2 separate regions of the Mus musculus genome follow, and region 1 is linked to region 2. A link is a contact called in public Hi-C data. All regions are on one chromosome and are shown on one strand. Each heading gives the region's core, a stretch centred on a gene start, on an enhancer-like site or on the middle of the called end of the contact. The rest is flanking DNA. Distances are from core to core; before and after follow the strand shown.

Region 1 (5,755 bases), core at 2,397-4,896, 1.5 Mb before region 2:
TTTTGTTTTCACGAACATCCCCATCCATGGATACTGGTATCAATGACTGTCAGTTTGAGACTTGCCACTACAATTTTCTCTTCAGTCATGACAGACCAGTTTGGTTTTCTATAGTTTGATCTGATGGGAATCTCTAATATTAAATAATATTAAAAGCCAAATTTTGCAGCCTTTCCAATATCAAATATTTCCACCAAAACTTTGTTTCCAAAATAGGTCTGGTAATGTATAGATGGTAGATCAATTTTTAGATTTGAATTGGGGTGGGTGGGGGTTAGATAGCAGCTTCAGAGGTCTTACTAGGACCAAACATGAAGAAACCGATGAAACCGACTTGTCTAAATGTTTAGATCCATCACTGTGGCCCAATATATGTCAAGGTTGACATTTGACTTTAGTTGTAGAAAGTAAAAAGCTCTGAAAGTGAAATTATGTGTATCAAACCAGAGAAGGAAGGAGACCGAGGGAGGTTGGCTAAATTTAATTCTCATGTAGCAGAACTTCCTGATTTGCTCTTGTCACCTACATGATGACATAAGTGGTTTTGGTCATGCTAAACAGATGACAGCCAAGGCAATTTAAAGAGACCGTTTTGTCTAAGGCAAAATGTTCAGTACTTAAGAGGTACTCTCTTAGGAGCAAACCAATTAGACACTTAAGTTTTAAATATAATTGCTAGTACTTGAAAAGATGCCACCAGTTTCTAAGAAGAATGCTTAAGAAACAGAAATGAGGAAAGAGGGAAAGGGCTATATAGCCTTTAGACAAAAGGAGCATATGAAATATGCTCTTTGGCCATAGCTTAAGCTCTAATTATATGAACTATATTAGTTGACTAGGCCATTGCTTTGCTCTTTCTGTAAGATATGGCTGGTTTTTTAAGCAAGGGAGCTGTTACTTTTCTACTCCATCACCATAATCATGTACATAATACATAGAATAATAATACATAGAATAAAACATGCTTTAATCAGATTGTTACTCAATTGTCTTGTTTTCTTTCAGAAATTAGCTACTTAAGCTCTATTATAACTACTAAAGATCCATTAAGTGGATCTTAAACTGAAGGTGTCCAGGGCCTTCATTCTGAAACCATTTCCTGTTAGTTACTAGAACACAGTTATGCTTGAAGACCTGTCTCGGTGTGCTTTATATTTGAAGGGGGTCACATTTGGTGTGAAGAGAGCTGTATGTTTGTTTTAGATGTGACTAAGGCCCCTCTGCATCCTCAGTTGCCTGCCAAAAGGAACCATGGGACCATGTGTCTGCTTAATTTCGAGAAGTAAATTGGAAAAAGGTTTTACTTCTTTGTGTAGCATGGACTGAATGTTACAATAGCATGAGCTCTGAAGCCAGATTTGCCTGCATTTTCCTGCCTTAGTCCTGACTCTTTGCTCTGAGGACTTCATGTTGCTTCAACTCTGCTTCTTCGTTGTTGTGGTTGTTTTCAAGTGTAAAATTAGGATAGCTGTACTTACCTCATCGAGTTGTGAAAATTACTGAGTTAATGGTCTTAGAAAGTACTTCCTAAGGGCAGCAAGGTACCGCCTGCAGGTAGTCCCCAGCATTCCGGAAGGTGAAGCAGGAGGTTCCCCAGTTTGAAGCCAAACCTGCCTACATACAGACCTTTTCTCAGGCCCCAAACAAGTACCTCAACTGTTATTGTTGCTATAGAAGTGAGGTGTGTGTGTGTAAATCAGATGCTGTGGCAAAAAGAATTGTGTGCATTTGTAGGGAAGAAGAAGGAGGTTTCTATTTTTAAACAATCCTGTCAGCAAATATGAGTTTTTAAGTCTCTGTTTCTCTGGACACACTTGCAGGCATGAAGCTCTGCTCTACCAGTAGAGTTGGTCGCCGTGTCTATCTCACACCAACCCTGTGGCTTTCTTGGATGGTATCTGCTCTATATTCAGGGAAGAGTAAACAGGAGTGAAAACTCATAAAAGGACAAAGTTCTTGTTCACACACAAGTGCTTTCAGTGACGAGTAAAGGAAAACAGACAAAGAACACCATAGAGCCATGCTTGGCTCTAAGTGCTTGGCCTAGAATGTTTCTAAAGCCATGCTTGTCAATAGGTCTGGACATCTTGAGGCACAAGTAGGCTTATTGTAACTGAGTAAGATATAGTATGACTAAAGACAGTGTCTAACCTTTCCGGAGCAGGACCACATTGGGAGCGTCTCCATTCTCTTCATTAAATTAACCATTCTAGCATTAGAAACTGAATTCAGCACCCCCACCCCAACATGTTAGATGGTCATTCTACCACTGAGCCGGACCCCCAAGCCGAAAACTTCTGACAGCGATGCAAAAGCTAGATGCTTAAAGACATCTTTGGCTTTTAATCCCAGTATTCAAGAGGCAGAGACAGGCAGATCTCTGAGAGTCTGAGGCCAGTCTGATTGATATACCTAGCAAGTTTTAGGGCAACCAGAGCTACATAAAGTAGAGTCTCATTAAATCAATCAATCAATCAATCAATCAACCAATCAATCCCATGACCAGAGAGTGAAGGTGATAGAATTCAGTTTAGCACTTTCCAGCCATGCCACTTTGAGAAACCATCCTTTGGGGGTGGGGTGTGGGAGGGCATTAATGATGGGACACTTGAAGTGCTGTTCCAATGCCTTGGTTCTCTCTGTGACTTCTAACTGCTTTCCCTGCCTTTAATTGATGATAGATTCGATTTTAGGATCGGGGACTTGGGGATTGGGTCTTTTAACTTCTTTGGTGGAACACTCAGAATAAAAGATGTTAGTACTGGGAATGAAGTTAATGACAGATCTGCCCCCATGGCATCCTTGGGTTAACCTGGATCTCTCCAGCTTCCTTGGTGTGCCGATGTGGCTCAGAGCCAGAGTGCTATGGTCTAAAGCCTCACACTGTGGCATGGAGTTTGACAGGATTTTTTTTCCTTTATAGTCATTATTTTATTTTATTTTTTTAGTAGAGTTAGTTCACTGAATATCCAAAGGACTTCTGGTCTTTTGCCCTAAATATTTTATTCTTGTCCTGTTTGTGAAATTTTCATTCTCCTAGACTCCCTTTTATCCCAGCAGTTCCTAAAAGAAGATGAGATGAAAAGAAATGCTGATCCAACCTTCCGCGACTATGAAAGGAGCCTTCACTGTGAGGTGCGGTGCTGCAGTGGGGAGTGAGGTTGGCTTCGCAGCATTCCTGGCACTCTGTCCAGTAATGAGCACTTCGTCTCTCAGCCTTTGAACTGTTGTTCAAATTAAAAGTTCTACCCTGTGGAAAGGTTTGGGAGGAAGAACAGCAGAAGTAGAGTTGACGCTAGGAATCTCTTCCATCTTAGCTCATGCCCTTGGACTTTCTCAGTAACATTTCTTAAGGGTACAATAGAGAAAGTACAGTGTAAGGAAAGCGTAGTGTAAAATATACATGCCTCGTGGAATGCCTCCTTCCCGACCCTGTGTTTCCCCGTGTGTGCCACCCCCTCCCCCAGTGGGAATGGCATTTTTAAAAATAAAAAAAGCCTCTCTAGCAATTTCTCTGTCCCAGAGGGATATAGAACCCAAGTCATCTTTGCTGGACTGCGTCCTGGGGTTTGTCTCAGGCCTTTGGAATCCTACAGGCAGAGAAGGGGAAGCCTCTAGGGACTGCATTCCTGAAAGGGCCTCTCTCCCCCTCTTTAGCTCCACAGCCATCTCCACTACTGGATGGCTGCCTACTTAGAGACAGCGGTGAACGGTACTGGCTGTCGGCTGGCTTGTGGAAGCTGAAGGAAGAACAAGTGGCCTTCACTAGCACCTACCACTGAGCCATCCCCAGCAGGTGACTAAGGTGCAGGCTCTGTCTGGGATGCTTGTGGGTAAGCCTAGACTAAGCATTTTCTCTATGTTTTGAGACTTAGCTGCCAAGGCCTGTGTCATAAGCCACACCTCTAACTTAGAGGAGGAAGGCAAGAATCCCTTTTCCCTTCCTGACTCCTTTAACCAAGTTTAACCTGGCTCCAGCTCTGCTTTCTTCCTATCAGCTGGACCTCTGCCAGGCTTCCAAGCCTCTAAGGCTAGGCTTCTTTCAGGGTTTTTGAGTACACAGGAGTATGCTGAAAGTCCTGTTCCACCTGCTTAGTCTTCTTCCCTCCCCACACACCTCTCTCAGCCCCCTGCCTTACCAAGGCACCAGCTGGGGGGTTGGGGTGGGGGGGTGGGGGAGCTTGTTTGTTCTGAGGTAACAGGGAAAGCAAAAGCAAGAGCAAACCAAACCAAACCATTCTCTTGTACTCTGCAAACCAGTGTTCCTTGGACTCCAAACTAAGGTAGAAGATGCCTCAGGCTTCTCTTCATTTAAATCTCTTCTTGCATCCTAGATAACCATCCACCAGGGCTTCTCCTGGTTGCTACTAACTGCCAGTAGGGTCTTGACCTTCACAGCACAGATGGTTGCAACTGTGCTATGGGTGGCTCTCCTCCTTTTGTCTATCTGGTCTTTCTAAGACATTGCGCTCTCCTGTGATGGTCCTCACCTACTGTTTGAGAAAGAGTCTGACTGCTCAGGGAAGGAGAGCCCACGATTAGGAAATATGACAACCTACTAAGAAGAGTGAAGATTAATATTTCCTGACCATGAAACTTGTAAAGTCTCCCCAAACTCTAGACACTGGAGATCAAGCCACAGCTGTGTTGGCTGCAAGTTGTCATCCTCTCTCTGTGCCTCACCGGATCCCTCAGTCCCTGCATAATAGCAAGGGTGGGTAGGGGAGTCTACTCTCTGGAAACAGGAGCAGCAGCTGAAAGCCAGCTTGGCTGGTGGCCAGATGCTGGAAAGGAGAGGCAAAGCCAGGGAGCCCACACGTGGACTCGACAGCCTCTCCCCCAGCCTCTCCCCCCAGTGTCTCCCCCAACCTCTCCCCCAGCCCTCCCCCAGCCTCTCCCCCAGCCCTCCCTCAGCCCCTCCCCCAGCCTTTGCTGGGACTGCACGTGCTGCTTTATAGCACAGATAATGAATCTCAGAACCACTTGGATGGGGAAATCCAAAATGCCTCTTTGCCTTGTCTCCCCCTCTGATCAATAGAGGCCTTTTTACAGGGAGAGTGGCTAGGATTGGGAGAGGGGAGCCGTTATTTACATCAGTACCAGAGTCCTGCCAGCGGGAAGTGAGCTGGAGGCCTGTGGACCCAGGGTTGTGGGGAGTGGGCAGTCACGTGAGGAACGGCCACTGAGTCAAGCTCTCTGCATGAGGTCTGCTGGCGGCCAAGGGAATTTAGGGCAAGCACACCCCGCCCACCTTCTTCTCCCTGGCTTTTCTTCAGCTCTACCTCTCCTTTTCTTCAGACAGTTTCCAAGTTTTATTTTTGGTTTGGAAAAGGGTGAAAATTCCTTGACATCTGCACTCAGCCGTTCCCTTCCCCCACAACGTGACCTACTTTAGAGACTAGAGTGACTTTTATTTTTACGGCCATGGGAGAAATTACTAAAAGCAAAGAAGCTGGAGCTGAGGGACTTGGGACGGGGACTGGGAGGAGGTTATTGTCCTACAATTTCTGTGGTTGTCCTCTAAGTTCCGTCTCCAGACTCTTTTAAGGGGTGCTCGCTTTGTGGCACGGTGAGAACAGCTGTAAAGATGTGGCGTGTGGGCAAGTTTGGTGTGGGCGATTCTGGTGTGGGCTGGCCCAGCTGTCTGCTTCACAGCCTTCCCTCATCTCAGCATCAGGCATCTGGCTTCCCAGTGCAGAGCCTGCTGCTCTTGGGATTCCTCAATGAGAGAAGAGAGAGTTGCATCTGAGGCTGG
Region 2 (5,768 bases), core at 143-2,642:
GGAAGGGATAAATGGATTGAGACATGGTCTCATGTAACCTAGACTGGCTTTGCTCTCACTAGTAGCCAAAATAGACAAAAACAAATTTTCTTTTTATATTAAATTTTTTGTTTATTTTTATTTTATATATGTAGCTGTTTTCTCTGCATTGTGTCTGTGCACCACTTATATGCAATACCCCAGCAGGCAGAAGAGGGTGTTAGATCCTCTGGAACTGGAGGAACAACTTACTGGTTGTAAGCCACCACATGGGTACTGGGAACCTAACCCAGGTTCGATGCAAGAGCAAGTGCTCTTAAGAGCTGAGCCTTCTCTTCTGCCCACAAACCAATGTCTTATGCGTGCACATATGTGTGTATGTATGTACTTAATACACATGTTTTGGGAGGGATATAGGTATGTACATATACTATATACATAATATGTGCGTGTTCTGCAGGGGTTATGTGTATGCGCATGTGTGTTGGGTGTGAGACCAGGGAAGGATACCAGTATCTTCCTCCATTTCTCTCTGCTTTATCCCCTTGAGACAGAGTTTCTCCTTCCAGCTTTATGTGGGTCCTAGAGATTGACTCGGATCATCCGGCTTACAGGGTCAGAGGCAAAACTTACAGCTACCCAGAACCAAAATTGAGTTTTTGGATAGAAAAAAAATACACACACACACATATGTCATCTTTGTGTTCAGAATGTGCAAAGGATTAACCCATCCATAACTTAGTGCTGATTCAATGTCATTTCTCTAACAACATGACCTCTGAGGTGACATATGCTTCCAGGGGCAGTATGCAAGGAAAAGGGGCAGGCATGGTGCCAAAGGGACCTCTCTGCAAGCATTACACTTGCCACAGGCTTCAGTAGCACAAGGCTGAGAAATGGTGCTCTGCCCCTGCTTCATGCTGATTCCACTGCTGTTTGCCATTAGCAGTCCTACCTATGCCTCCTAAGGACTTCTTAGGGAGTGATCAGACACAGCAGCCGGAGCACAGATCTTAAATGAAGACTGTCCAGGATGGAACTCAGAGTCTGTGAGCTAGGGTAGTTTCTTTGCTCCTCTGTTTTCTTGCCTGGTGATTCCATCATTCGTGTATCGTATAGAGTTGTGGTAAGGATTCCACTGTGACTATTCAAAGATGCTTAGCACAGTGCCTGCCATTCAGTAAGCTCCCTGTTAAATATGAATCGTGTCACCACCACCTTTATTACAATGAGCACTTGGAAAATGCTCATGAGTGAATTAATAACCCTCTGGTTCCTCAAACACAGAAAGGAAGTCAAGAAATGTAGAATTACTACATGTTTCTCCATTAGGTGGTATTCTTGGTTGAATTCTGCCATTGTTCACTTTTGCTACTGAAATTCTTTGCATACATTTCCATGTAGTCATAAGCACTATATCATTGGGTGGCCCAGCTATAACAGTGGCAAGAACCTCAATTAAAATCAGGAATGCATTGTGTGGTTGTGTCAAATAACCATCTTCTGGAAAAACTACTTTCTTTGGAAACCCATCCTAGAACGTTGACCTCAAAGAACTTTCAATTAAATGAATACCAGGAATCCTGATTAATCAGAAGATTCATAGTTTTTCTTCTGGGGATGTATTTAAAGTAGCCCTCAGCCAACAATTCAGCAGGAAGACTGGTTGGATGGTAGCCATTTGGAAACACTGCAGTTATAAGAACTTGAGTTGATTCATCACTTTCCAAATATTCACTTAAAACAAAAACTTCTGGGATGGGGAGGAAATAGCTTGTATGACCAATGCCTTCACACTGTCTTCCCACTGAAACTCAAACACCACAGCATGGATTTCCTCACATCTTAGAGCCTTTGCCTGCCTTGTTGCCTCAGCCTGGAATGCTCTCCGTTGCTCCCAGCCTTACGTAATCCCTGCAGGTCAGACTTAAAAAGTGCAGAGGTTAGTGGTTAGGTCTGATGCTCAGATGTTTCCCAGGCTGAGTGACGCTGGGCTTGTTGTTTAGGTTCTCCATGACGTGGGTGCCTATAGTGATGATGGCTCTATCAATGTTACAGAGTCTTGGGAAAATTAAAAGCATTGTTATAGGGAGACGATGTAGATTGGGACAGTTCCTGACACGTAGCAATCACCATAGAACTGTCCTCTGTGTCCTTGAACTCCTCTGCTTGGAACCACATCCCTCCCCCTGCATGCTTGCAGCATCTCTCTACATGTGTGCAGTGCGTGTCTGCGTTGTTGCTATGTGAGGAGATAGCAAAGACGCTCATCTTACCTGGTCCTCGGGGCATCAATCGATCCATCAATATGCCGAGTATACAACAAAGACTTGATTATCATCAGAATGAGTTTAAAAACTACCCAAGCTTTTCAAGTTTCCCCATGAAATGTTTTCTCTTCCTTGAGGGAGGAGCGGGATGATTACTGGCTGTCTCAGCTTCGGAAGCGAGACGCAGTGAGGCTTTGAGCTAGCTCAGAAGCGGCACCAGCATCACTAAAATCAGAAAGCATGACTTATTTGGAGATGTGGATATAAGTCAGTTGGTAATAATGCCTGACCACGATCTACAAGGTTCGATCCCATGTGAAGCCAGGAATGATGGTGCCTATCATTCCAGCACTTTGTAAGTAGAAACAGAAGTTCAAGGTCATCTTCTGCTACACAGTAAATTTGAGGCCAGATCAAAGGTACATAAAATCTTATCTTCAAAAAATAAAAATAAAAAAGGAAGGAAGGAAAGAAAGAAGGAGTGAGTGAAGGAGGGGCGGGCTAAGGAAGTGGTATTAGTTAGTAAGGTGATTTCTGTACAATCATGAAGACCTGGGTTCAGATCTCCAGCATCCACATAAAAAGCTGAGTTCAGTGACATGCCTGTAATTCCAACACTGGGAAGACAGAGACTCCCCGGACTCACAGGCTGAGCGTAGCTGACATGGGAGCTCCATCTGCTGTGAGGCACCTGTCTGGAAAAACTAAGTGGAGAATTATGGAGGAAGACACCCAACATCATCCTCTGGCCTTCACATGTGTGCACACACATGAGCACACACCCATGAGAAGACAAACATGACACACACAGATCAGATTCATGCACATACCCATTAGAACACAAACATACACAAAAACAGAGAGAGAGAGAGACAGAGAGAGTCCTTTTTAGCCCTGTTAATAACAACCCTGGGAAAACAAGAGTGTCTTGAACTAACACATGTCACTTACAAGATAAAGTTTTCCTAACTTACTTTTCTTGAGCAGATGTCAACTACTGCATCTCTCCATCCTGGCTGGGTCTGATCACAGGTCCTAAGACCCAGAAGAGACGTGTGGAGAATCAATCAGACCAAGTCAATCTGCAAGAAGAAAGGGGCCTCTGTGGAAATATGACCCAAGGAGCCACAGAACTGGGCTGGTGGTACACGCCAGTCATCTTAGCTACTCAGGGAGCCAAGGCTGGAGGCTAGCAAATTTCAAACTGGACCATATAGTGAGCCTTCATCTTTAAAAAAAGAAAAAAAAAAGTACAAAGAGACACTGAAAACCACAAGTCCAGGAAAAGCCAAGGAACTTGACCTTGTGAGAGGGAGGCAGGATTGATGAAGTAAGATGCTTCCTGGCAGGGAAAGAAAGCATTCTTCCTGTAGGAGGGGGCAAGAGCTCACAAGCATCACCCCTGCATCTCTCCGTGTGTGACCTTGCTTTCTCCTCCTTAGAGCAAAGAAGCCAATGGAAACACAAAGCACTGTATGTCTGTAAGAAATCACCTGACAAAATGCAAATCAAAACAACCTGAGATTCCACCTCACACCAGTCAGAATGGCTAAGATCAAAAATTCAAGTGACAGCAAATGCTGGCGAGGATGTGGAGAAAGAGGAGCATTCCTCCATTGTTGGTGGGATTGCAAGCTTGTATAACCACTCTGGAAATCAGTCTGGCGGTTCCTCAGAAAATTGGACATAGTACTACAGGAGGATCCAGCAATACCTCTCCTGGGCATATATCCAGAAGATGTTCCAACTGGTAAGAAGGACACATGCTCCACTATGTTCATAGCAGCCTTATTTATAATAGCCAGAAGCTGGAAAGAACCCAGATGCCCTTCAACAGAGGAATGGATACAGAAAATGTGGTACATTTACACAATGGAGTACTACTCAGCTATTAAAAAGAAAGAATTTATGAAATTCCCAGGCAAATGGATGGACCTGGAGGGCATCATCCTGAGTGAGGTAACCCAATCACAAAGGAACTCACACAATATGTACTCACTGATAAGTGGATATTAGCCCAGAAACTTAGAATACCCAAGGTACAAGATACAATTTGCAAAACACATGAAACTCAAGAAGAACGAAGACCAAAATGTGGACACTTTGCCCCTTCTTAGAATTGAGAACAAAACACCCATGGAAGGAGTTACTGAGACAAAGTTTGGAGCTGAGACGAAAGGATAGACCATCTAGAGACTGCCATACCCGGGGATTCATCCCATAATCAGCCTCCAAAAGCTGACACCATTGCATATACTAGCAAGATTTTGCTGAAAGGACCCTGATATAGCTATCTCTTGTGAGGCTATGCCGGAGCCTAGCAAACACAGAAGTGGATGCTCACAGTCAGCTATTGGATTGGATCACAGGGCCCCCAATGGAAGAGCTAGAGAAAGTACCCAAGGAGCTAAAGGGATCTGCAACCCTATAGGTGGAACAACAATATGAACTACCCAGTGCCCCCCCGAGCTCGTGTCTCTAGCTGCATATATATCAGAAGATGGCCTAGTCGGCCATCAGTGGAAAGAGAGGCCCATTGGTTTTGCAAACTTTATATGCCTCAGTACAGGGGAACACCAGGGCCAAGAAGTGGGAGTGGGTAGGTAGGGGGGTGGGGGAGGGTATGGGGGACTTGGGATAGCATTGGAAATGTAAATGAAGAAAATACCTAATTGAAGAAAAGAAAAATAAAAAATTAAAAAAAAAGGAAATATCTAATAAAAAAAGAAAAAAATGACAAAAAAAAATCACCTGACATGCCTGGGTCAGGCCCCATCTCTCCCATCCTGTAAGGATCTCTGTGTTCTCTTCACTGCAGGGCTCAAAGGGCAGGTGGTCTCTGCCTCCTTCCCACTTCAGTTAGCAAGCTTTAAAGAAACTGAAGAGAACAAGAAACCTGGAGGTTTGCAATGAGACAACATTTTGTTTTAAGAAAGACCCGGCGAAGTAACTCAGCAGCAGAGAACAGAGGCTCTTAGGTCTTAGACAGGACTCAGCTCCCAGCACCCACCTGGCAGCTTAAAACTGTCTGTAAATCCAGTTTCAGGAGATTCCGCACTCTCTTCCAACCTCTGGAAGATCAGGAAAGCTCCTTCTTGTAGTGGGCAGAGGCAGCTGCAGAGACTCCTATCTAAAGTGGAGAGGGAGTGCCGACTCCCACAAGGTTTCCTCTGACCTCTGAAGGTGTGCCCTGTGAAGTGTGAGTGCAAGAGTGCACATGCGTACACACACACACACAATGAGTGTAATAAATGAGGGACTAGATGGGAAGAGGATAGGATGAGCAGGAGGGGAACAAGAGAGGATAACTATGACCGAAACACATTATATTCATGTATGAAAAGTGCCATAATGAAACCCGTTATCATGTAAAATCAACATACGCTAATAGAAACACATACAATAAAAAAGATGCAAATGGCTCACACACACACACACACACCAGGCAACACAACGCTGGAACCTAGAGTGGGCACATGCCTCTGCCCCACGCCAAGCTTAATGACACCATTTTTGTGA

Evidence for each region. Hi-C and Micro-C count contacts between places; a contact is called where the count stands out from the background.
Region 1: a contact with region 2 is called in a Hi-C map of adipose-derived mesenchymal stem cells, with 2.8 times the contacts expected there. The contact joins two enhancer-like sites. A contact is called at or near these places in 1 of 484 Hi-C or Micro-C datasets (adipose-derived mesenchymal stem cells), 1 of 115 datasets of contacts at active chromatin or transcription factors (large pre-B cells) and 1 of 9 other capture datasets (embryonic stem cells).

What each region holds. Positions count from the first base shown.
Region 1 is chr1:155,091,587-155,097,341 of GRCm38.p6, reverse strand. It overlaps Ier5 (immediate early response 5), which reads left to right. Exons shown (of 1, transcript NM_010500.2): 1 at 1-975. Among named protein-coding and RNA genes, the nearest start is that of Ier5, 5.2 kb to the left of the region's middle. Within about 2 kb of position 3,646, at least 163 of the 459 cell types and tissues checked have an H3K27ac peak or open chromatin away from gene starts, as enhancers often do. A contact at or near this core is called in adipose-derived mesenchymal stem cells, where this site is marked.
Region 2 is chr1:153,568,480-153,574,247 of GRCm38.p6, reverse strand. No RefSeq gene overlaps it. Among named protein-coding and RNA genes, the nearest start is that of Npl, 22 kb to the right of the region's middle. Within about 2 kb of position 1,392, at least 42 of the 459 cell types and tissues checked have an H3K27ac peak or open chromatin away from gene starts, as enhancers often do. A contact at or near this core is called in adipose-derived mesenchymal stem cells, where this site is marked.